2 separate regions of the Sus scrofa genome follow, and region 1 is linked to region 2. Evidence: chromatin contacts called from public Hi-C data. All regions are on one chromosome and are shown on one strand. Each heading gives the region's core, a stretch centred on a gene start, on an enhancer-like site or on the middle of the called end of the contact. The rest is flanking DNA. Distances are from core to core; before and after follow the strand shown.

Region 1 (4,687 bases), core at 277-2,776, 89 kb after region 2:
GTTACATGCCTAGAAAATGGAAAAGGATGTAACATAGTTAGGAAATGTTAGAAGACTGTATTACTTGTTTATTTGCTAGTCAAACTGCCATATAACCCTGAAAAGGAAATCAAGCACAGCTTTTGTTAAGCTAGTACACAATTTGCATGGTGATATCTTATGGGCAATTATTAGATTTGGGCGCAAACCCTAAAAGGGATCAATGCACAGGTTGCTTTCTTCACTAGCTTAATACATTTTCAGTGATGAGGCTTTTTGGAATGCTGGGGCACACCCTAGTTGAAGTATGCAAGCACATTCCAAAGTGAAATTTCAATTACTGGTTTTCTTTTCTTTTGCCCTAACAGTTATCATGACATTAAATGAGGGGCAGACTGTAAGTATTCTTCAATTATAAAGGGAAACAAATAATTACCAGACTGTTTCTTTCATTTTGTGGAATGTGTTATAAACTTCTTAGGCTTTCTAAGTGACCTGACAAAATTAGGAAAAATTCTAAATCCTGACGACCCTTTCAGTTGTGCAGAAGTGTTACATTCCAAAATACACGTTTTCCTCCTCTTATGAAAATTTAAGCTTCCAGCAATAGATTGTCCTTTCTTCCTTTATTTAAACCAAGGATTAGGTAGGGACTATGCAAAACTGATCTTTGGGAAGCAAATTTTTAAGAGGTTGTATTACAGGGCATTATATTTAGAAATGAAGAAAATAAAATATTTTCATTATAGCAATAGTAATTACTGGAAAAACAAATTCTTGGCTAGACCTCAGAGGAAAGGAGCAAATCTCAGGGTGTGTGTGTAGGGGGAGGGGGGCAACTGGAAGCAATTTACTTTAACTCCAGGAGATTCTAGAATCTCGTAATATATTTTTACAACTGTTCAAGTGCAAGAAGGGAGAGAGGGAGGGAGGAAGGGAGAGAGGGAGGGAGGAAGTCCTGGAAACACTAAGAATTTATTTTTCTAATCACCGGTGAAATTCCTTAATCCAGACACACTTGCTTTGCATAAATCAGGATTTAAATAAGCGGCTGCTGATTTGAAGTCCACCTGGAGTGCCGGCGAGTTCCCTTGTCCTCAGCCCTGCCAGGCCAACACAGTAACCAAACCCCAAACTCCACAACCAAACTAAAAATTTAAAGCAAAAAGTTTACAAGCAGAAAACTCTTAAAGAGCTCACAAGAAGCAATGGGGGAAAATTCATCTATCAAGGCACTGATTAAGTTTAAAGGATTTGGTGAAAAAGTTTTTTTTGAGGAACTTAAACCTTCCTTACGAAATAGGATGTTTACTGAAAAAACAAGCGGTAGCCATAGACACACCTGCTACTCCCACAGAAGCCCAGTAGCCACTACCGCCATCTTCTGGTCACATCCGGGCACTTCTTTACCCATTCCCGACGTTCCGACGTCGGAGCCGTTGGGTTTATTTGAAACACACGCACAACCAATCAGTCGGCGCTTGCGGGGAGGTGGGCGGAGAACAGCGGCCAATCACCTCCCCCTAGAGGCTCCAGCCTATGGGAGGGAGGTTGACATCACGCGCCAATCGGCATGGCTTTTGGAGAGAGCGGTTTGCTTTTTTGAATTGGCAGTGGCCGCCGGCGAGGAATGGCGGTAACGGTGAGAAGGCTTGGTGTTTGAAGTGGTGGAACTTTCAGGGCGTCTTTAGAGCGTGGTGAGGGCTCTGTAGGTGTGGGAGGCGGAGGTGGGAATGGGTTGGCGATCCCGGAGCAGCGGGCCGCTCAGTTCGTGTCCCAGGGCCCCGCCCCGGTGACCGCGAATTCCGGAGCTCCCAGCCCAGGTTTCTCGGCTTTGGGAAACTTTCGGCCGGGTTGCCAACAGCGGGGGCCGGGAGGAGGAGTGGGAGCCCGAAGTCCACCTGGCTGCTAAGCTTCACCGGTCACCGAATTGGATGCTTTCTGTTAAAGAGGTTCTAGGCGAAGGGGGCAGCTGTTGGGAGGAGGGTCTTGGAGAGCCGCACTGGCCGCTGTGGTTCTAGGGGCCGGCAGCTGCGGCCTTTGGGAGCTTATCTCAGATTACTTAGTGGTTTCCCTTTTGGATTCTTCTCCGGCGTCTTCTCTGTGGGAAGTTTAGTTTCTAGTATTTCTGTAAAACGCCCGCCCATTTGGCGCCCCACGCTGGGTACAGATAAGTATGGTTTAGTGGTTCAAAAAGTGCAGCCTCGGGACTCAGCCGGGATTTGAATCCTTGTTTTGCTACTAACAGTTTGACCTGGGGGGTGTTGGTCTCTCTGCTTTAGGTTTCTTGATCTAAAAAATGGATATGGTAATAGAACCTGCCTCTTAGAATTGTCGCAAAGATTAAACGCAAGTTAGATGTTTAAGGACACTGTCTTAAGATTTAGAACAATGCCGCATATTAAGTTACTTGTTAATCAAGTGTCATATATGTTAGCAATCACGTTATTGTCAGTAACACCACCAATAAAACCAGTAGGGCATTTAGCTCCTCCACCCTGACAGATGATTGCCTAAAAAAAAAAAGTAAAAGAAAACAAAGTGAATATTTAAATGACAGCTTTTATCTTCGTGATGAAAAGAGGCATGTGTTGTAGTATGTATTTATCAGAAGCTCCTTGAGTATGTGCTCAGTTGAGAAATAATCTGTATGAGTTTATAAACACTAATTCTTTTGTGTTTATTTAAAAACTTACAGAATACATGAATGTGAAAATGCCATTAGTGTATTTCAGTCTGTAATCAGACTGTTGGTTGTTGTGTCATCAGTTTACTATACAGCTCTTTCTAAATTTTAAAGCTGTTTTGGCAATAAATTGGTCATGTACAGTTATCATCACAGACAATTTCAAATTTTTTTTTTTCTCTTTATGGCCACTCCTGTGGCATATGGAGCTTCCCAGGCTAGGGGTGGAATCAGAGTTGTAGTTGCTGGCCTACACCATAGCCATAGCAACACAGGATCCCAGTAGGTCTGTGACCTACACCGGCAGCGCTGGATCCTTAACCAACAGAGCAAGGCCAGTAATGGACCCTGTGTCCTCGTGGATACTAGTCAGATTTGTTTCCGCTGAGCCAGGACGGGCTCAACAATTTTAATTTATAACCGCCCACCTGTTAAACAGAGAAGCATAGGTGAAAAATATAAACTCAGGGTGTTTTTGATTTATTAAGGTCTCCCTCCTCCATTCCTTAAAGCAGGCTAATTCTTTTCTTTCTTTCTTTCTTTTTTTTTTTTTTCTTTTTAGGGCTGTGCTTGCTGCATACAGCATATGGAAGTTCTCTGGCTAAGGATAGAAACCTGCTGGCCTACTCCACAGCCATAGCAATGCCAGATCCAAGCCTTGTCTGTGATCTACGCCACAGCTCAAGGTAGTGCTGGATCCTTTAACCCACTGAGCGAGGCCAGGGATGGATGCTAGTTGGGTTCGTTACCACTGAGCCACAGGGGAACTCCGGCTAGTTCATTTCATTTTCTTTTTAACATTCTTTTGGGGGAATTTTAAATGAAAGCCTATTTAAAGCCTTTCTTTTTCATTGGAAACATTTAAGTGTAAGAGAGTTAACAAAAAAAATAAGGGCTGTAAAGAATTTATCATTGATTCTAAGTAAAGACTCTTGTTAACAACTATTGGTGCACTCCTTTGGAGAGCCTTAGAGTAATGATAGACATGGATGTACAGTAAGACAATAAATGATGTCCACACTTACAATAGTATATGAGAATGATAATTGTCACTCATTTAAAAACATCTAGGGAGTTCCTCTTGTGACTCAGTGGTAACGAACCCGACTAGTATCTATGAGAATGCGGGTTCCATCCCTGGCCTCGCTTAGTGGGTTAAAGATCTGCCTTTGCTGTTAGCTGTGGTGTAGGTCACAGATGGAGCTTGGATATGGCATTGCTGTGGCATAGGCCAGTAGCTGCAGCTCCTATTCAACCCCTAGCCTGCTAACTAACTATGTTGCAGGTGTGGCCCTAACAATAAAAATAAAATAAAATGAAAACATCATCTCTTCAGTGTTTATCAGATTTGTATTTGAGTTATTCTGTTATCTCTCTTACTGAATGTAGCAACTAAGGCTCTGAGGCTTAACCTACTAATTGCAGAGTTGAGACAGGTAGCTGAGTTTCTTGACTTTGAAGTGTGTACCCAATTAGGCTTAGGTCTATTATTAGTGTGTACGTCTTCACACTATTTGGTATCACCATACAGGAATGAGGCTAAGATACCTTAAACTATTAGTTTGATAAAAATCGGGTGAAAGTTATTTGTATATTTTATTAATCTAAAAAGGTAGGAAAATGTAAATTAGATCAGGCATGTACCTCTAGGTAAGATGGGTCCTCCTCAAATATTTGCCTGATATTCTGGAACTTTACTTCAAGATAATAAAAACACATAAAAACACCTGTTTGAATAGATGAAAAAAAGATTTTCTTTCATAGTGCAGAGTCATATTGACACTTGTCATTTGTCTCATGAAATCTTTTAGAGGAGAAACATTTGTTAAGTAATATGAAAATACATATACAGGAGCAGTCCAGTTATACATGGGCGATTTAGAGACATCCACAGAGGATAAGTGGAGTGGGGGGTCAGGAATTGGAAGACAAGATAGGTGGAAAATTGAGCACTGTTAAATGTAAGGTGTGGAGTAAATTGTGACTTGTGTTTGAAAAATGCTGGGAAATGTATTGTGTCTG
Region 2 (4,867 bases), core at 2,307-4,806:
TCCATTTAAACAGTGTGATTCTCTGATGCTTCTTTTACAAGTTGAGACTTCCTGAGATGTCTCCATATACAGGGCAGGGAGCTCCTCATGGCTCCTCCCCAACCCAAGTCCCACCCCTCACTCTAGACGCAAACCTTGCCTTTATCCTCTAGGTGGAATAGAGAGCCAAGCATTCCCTCAGGTGGCTGCAGAAGCCCAAGGAGACTCAGTGCCTAGTCCCTCTGACTTTTCTGTGTGAGTTCAGAAGCTCAATAGAGCTCTGGGCTCAGGTGTGGGTGGAACTAGATTTCCCTACCTCACTGTGGATTGCAGCACAGGATTTCTGGCCACCTCCAATCCCCCCACAATGAAATTCTAAAAGACCTAAACAGCAAAAGAGAAACCAGAGGATTTTGTATGTTAATAGAAAAAAAAAAAAAGCTAAGAAAATATTAGCTTAATATGTCTACAAAGGGGAGATTCATTATTTAATGATCATGAACAAACTAAAACATACTACCTTTCTATGGCATTAAATTATTTGTGACACTGGCCTTTAGGTTTGCTAACAAGGTGAATTTGTCTGAGTAAAAGGAAAGTTTTAGATAAATCTTTCCTTTCTTGAAGGGGAACCCTTAGGGATTCAGTCTACCCCCTTCCCAGGGCAGGTGATGTGTGAGGCTTTCTGCACTCAGGACTCAGAGGAAGTCATAGCTAGGTCACTGTTGCCCTGGGTTTTTCAGAGTATCTTGTTTGAACAACTGTTTATTAAGATGTTTGTTGTATGGTGCCTCTTAGAAGCTCTGTGATTTTGTCAGCTTGTACTCATCTAATTTTATGGATGAACAAGACAGAGGTATAGAAGTCCCAAGGCTTATAACTCTGTTAGCAGTAGTCCGAAATGTGTGCTCTGGCTTCTATTCTATCTATGTGAACAATGATCTTCTTTACAGCTCTGTCCTGTTTTAAGTTCTCTGTGTAGAGTGTCACCTGACATTTGGTGGATGGGAACAAGTCTCCATCTACACAAAATGGAGAGTTTATGGGTACAGTAAAGACTTGATTAAAAGCAAAACACAACTCGAAACCATTTTTCTCAAACAAAAAAGCAACGTAAGTGCCTTGTAGAATTTTATAATATCCAACATGCTTCCTTTGTAATTACCTTGCATTTTATTTTTTTGTAATTTAAGTATAATTGCCATATAATATTATATTAGTTTCAGGTGCACAACCTAGTGATTCAACATTTGTATACATTATGAAATGATCACCACAATAAGTTTAGTTACCATTGTCACCATACATAGTTAATACAATATTTTTGACTATATTTCCCATGCTGTACATTGGCATTTTATCTTTGAAAAAAATAAATTAAATCTTCCTTTTCCCTGAAGTCTTATGGTTCTAGTATATTTGTATAAACTACAGGTAAAGAAGAGCTAAACTGCACTGAAGTTTATGAAAACAAGCTTATGAATATAAACGACCTTCCCAGATTATGTAAATGAGGATATATCCATGTATCTTGGGTATTGTAAAATGAATTCTTTCATATATTTAACAAATATGTATTGTGCAATTAATATTTAAGTGTCTCATCATGTTGCAGAAGCTGCTGAAGAGAAATTACGGCCTATTTTTATACCTTGCATCTTTGTCTACTTATTGGATGTTGGTAATGGATCTGTCCCAGAATCTTGAGTCAACACCAGTGACATGAACTCAGGAGTTACAGCTCCTGATGTTGTTTCACATGAAGTGACTCTATTACCAGGACTGGCCCAACCTTTGCCCACCCAGCTTCCTCAGATTATATATGACTCTGTGGTTATGTAGAATCTATTATTACATTACATAATATATATTACACCCCACATGTCGCAAAGCCATGACCACTACCCACTCCTGTTGACCTTGAGGATAAGCCTGAGGAGCAGCTGTAGGAGAGGTAATTCCAGGAGAACCAAGGATCCACAAACCTCCCTGAAGGCTCTCAGGATCATCTATCCTTATTTCTTACTTTCCTTCATTATTGCCAGAAGTTAGGTGAAAGATATATGTGATATTCTGAAATGACATTACACTTCTATTTGATTCAGGAGTGAGAAAAAATCAACATTTCTTTTCCGGCCTTTTTTTTTTTTTTTTTTTTCTTTTTTTTCTTTTTCACCATCTCCCAAGAAGAGCTCAGGAGATTCACCTAATGAACATTTTTAAGGTTAATATTCTCCTCAGTCTTAAAGAACCCACAGGTTCAGTAGGGGTAACCTGAAACAAATCAACAATTACATTCGTATTGTGCTATTTGAGGGAGACAACCCCAGAGGAAGAACCTATTCATTCCTCTAGCAGGTAGAAGCTTCCTTTCCATTAAAAGAACATACAGCAGGAGTTCCCGTCATGGTTCAGTGGTTAATGAATCTGACTAGGAACCATGAGGTTGCGGGTTCGATCCCTGGACTTGCTCAGTGGGTTAAGGATCCGGCATTGCCGTGAGCTGTGGCATAGGTCACAGACGCGGCTCGGATCCTGTGTTGCTGTGGCTCTGGCATAGGCCAGTGACCACAGCTCTGATTAGACCCCTAGCCTGGGAACCTCCATATGCCATGGGTGGAGCCCTAGAAAAAAGACAAAAAGACAAAAAGAAAAAAAAAAAAGAACACACAGTAAAATTGCATAAAAGTGGAATTGTCGTGAATGGATGTTTGTTTCCCTTTACATTTGTCCAATGAGATCTGTGCATAAAGCCTGGAAGGGGATTCCCTTCTGTTTCTACTCTCAAAACTGGCCCTTGAGATAGCTTTGACTACCAGTCATTCAGAAGGGAGAGCAGAGCTTAGTGCTCTCTGCCTCCTCCCTTCCTCCCAAGCCCTCTCATTACACCCTTTTGGACATCCATGACCAACTCACTCTGTCTAACTTGGTTGTGCTCTTTCTTAGGAGTTCAATTCAAACCTCAATTCTGAGCCTTCAAACTAGGTAAGTTCTTACCTATTAGATGCCTCTGTTATTACTACCCTTTCTACTTCACATCACCTGTCACACTCAGCATTGCTTGTTCAAGGTTTGCTGTCTCATCTGGACTGTAAACTGCATGAGAGCAGAAACTATATGACTATATGACATTGGCTGTACCTCAACTAAAGCATGAGTGATGTAGCTCTTTGTGGGCTGGCTGGCCCAGATGGATCCTAATCACCTTATCATTATTTCTGCAAAAAAAAAAAGTACTGTGAGTTCCAAATACACAGATGATAAACAAATTTGTAAGTTGGACCTTTCTTCTATTCTATAGTCTAGAGCACTAATCCTCCAGACTTGTCTAGTGCTTTAGAGTACCTGAAGCCCTTTTATCTCAAATGTTCAAAATGATTCTCATAACAACTCTTTGAAGTCATTAACCCAACTCAAAATATACTTATTTAACACACATGTTCAAGCCTTATACCCAGGTGCTGGGGACCCAAAGGAAAGAAGATATGATTTCTGTTCCCAGTAGGGAGGGATTCCTAACCCTTCCTTTGCACATGGGGTTAAATGACTTATCTGAGATTATACAGCCTTGAGTAATGGTACATGCCCACTGCTATGATGCTAATCTGCTGATATACTGGATGCTACGGTGAATAGATTTGCACAGTGGGGAGTGAAGATAAAAGCAGGCCCCTTTTAAAAATATATCCTTAAAAACACCCTGTTTTAGAGTTTCCTGGTGGCTCAGAAGGTTAAGGACCTGGTGTTGGCACTGCTGTGGCAAGGGTTTGATCCCTGGCCCCACAACTTCTGCATGCCTCAGGTAGGGCTAAATTAATTAATTAATTAATTAAACACTTTGTTTAAAAAAGAAATCCTGTTTTATGATAAGCCTAGACTTAAAATAACACCTGTTTAACTGGAGACAGGTGTTGACAGGTGGAGAAGGGCATGCAAGAAGAGTTAAGCATGTTGTCAGTTGCTTAGATTAGCCCTGGAGGATAAGGTTTGTGTGGAGAATCCTCATGGTGCCAATAAAGCAAGTCTACCCTGCCTCCTTTTCTTGGGCCTGGGAAGAGCTGGAGCTACACAGGAAACCACTGAAGAGGCCATGAGGCTGGTTCACCAGCACCCAGCTACAGAGCCTTGCTCCATAATGGGGTTCAGCTACTTAAACAACCCCTGCCTTCCTCTGGCCAACTGCCTAGCCAGATGATACAATCATTTGCTTGAAGGTCCCTGCATTACAAAATTGCACCAAGGGCCCTTGAGTGATCAGGGAGGCCCAGCTGAGGATTCAGGGCAGCCTGGGAGCTGTCCAGAGCTTCCCAGAACCAAATCTGCTGAGGAGGCAGCCCCAGCACCACTCTGATTCCAAAGGTCCTGTTCACAGAGTCAGAGGAGCCAGCCTTTCCAAGAGAAGCAAGAATTCTCTTAGGTCTCAGATATGGAGTAGGGGCAAGGACAAGATGAGCTATGAATGGGAGCACAGAGGGAAGGGGACAGCTGGATAAGCTTGGGGCATGGAAAGTGGGTGATATTGCCATAACCCTGTCACTCAGCATCCTTAGCTTCCCTCAATATTAGTTTGACACTGAGTCAAAGAGGCATAGTGAACTGGGGAGCAATTCCACCTAGCTCAATTCCCCACTCTATCTATGTGACTAACTAGCCATGTGACCTCAGGCAGCTCACTTAACCTTTGGGTTCTCAATTTCCTCATTTATGAGGAAAATATCAAAATTTTTTTTTGTCTTTTTTTTTTTTTTTTAGGGCCGCACCCATGGCATATGGAGGTTCCCAGGCTAGGGGTCCAATCAGAGCCACAGCTGCTGGCCTACTCCACAGCCACAGCAACATGGGATCCGAGCCACATCTGTGACCTACACCACAGCTCACGACAATACCA

The links. Hi-C and Micro-C count contacts between places; a contact is called where the count stands out from the background.
Region 1: a contact with region 2 is called in a Hi-C map of fetal liver, with 1.8 times the contacts expected there. The contact joins the promoter of ECT2 here to the enhancer-like site in region 2. A contact is called at or near these places in 10 of 47 Hi-C or Micro-C datasets (alveolar macrophages, blood, embryonic fibroblasts and 5 more) and 2 of 2 datasets of contacts at active chromatin or transcription factors (alveolar macrophages and skeletal muscle).

The regions. Positions count from the first base shown.
Region 1 is chr13:111,246,689-111,251,375 of Sscrofa11.1, forward strand. It overlaps ECT2 (protein ECT2), which reads left to right and starts at 1,527. Exons shown (of 26, transcript XM_021069804.1): 1 at 1,527-1,676.
Region 2 is chr13:111,156,070-111,160,936 of Sscrofa11.1, forward strand. The region is part of intron 3 of NCEH1 (neutral cholesterol ester hydrolase 1); the gene reads right to left. Among named protein-coding and RNA genes, the nearest start is that of NCEH1, 49 kb to the right of the region's middle. Within about 2 kb of position 3,557, at least 1 of the 83 cell types and tissues checked has an H3K27ac peak or open chromatin away from gene starts, as enhancers often do. A contact at or near this core is called in fetal liver, where this site is marked.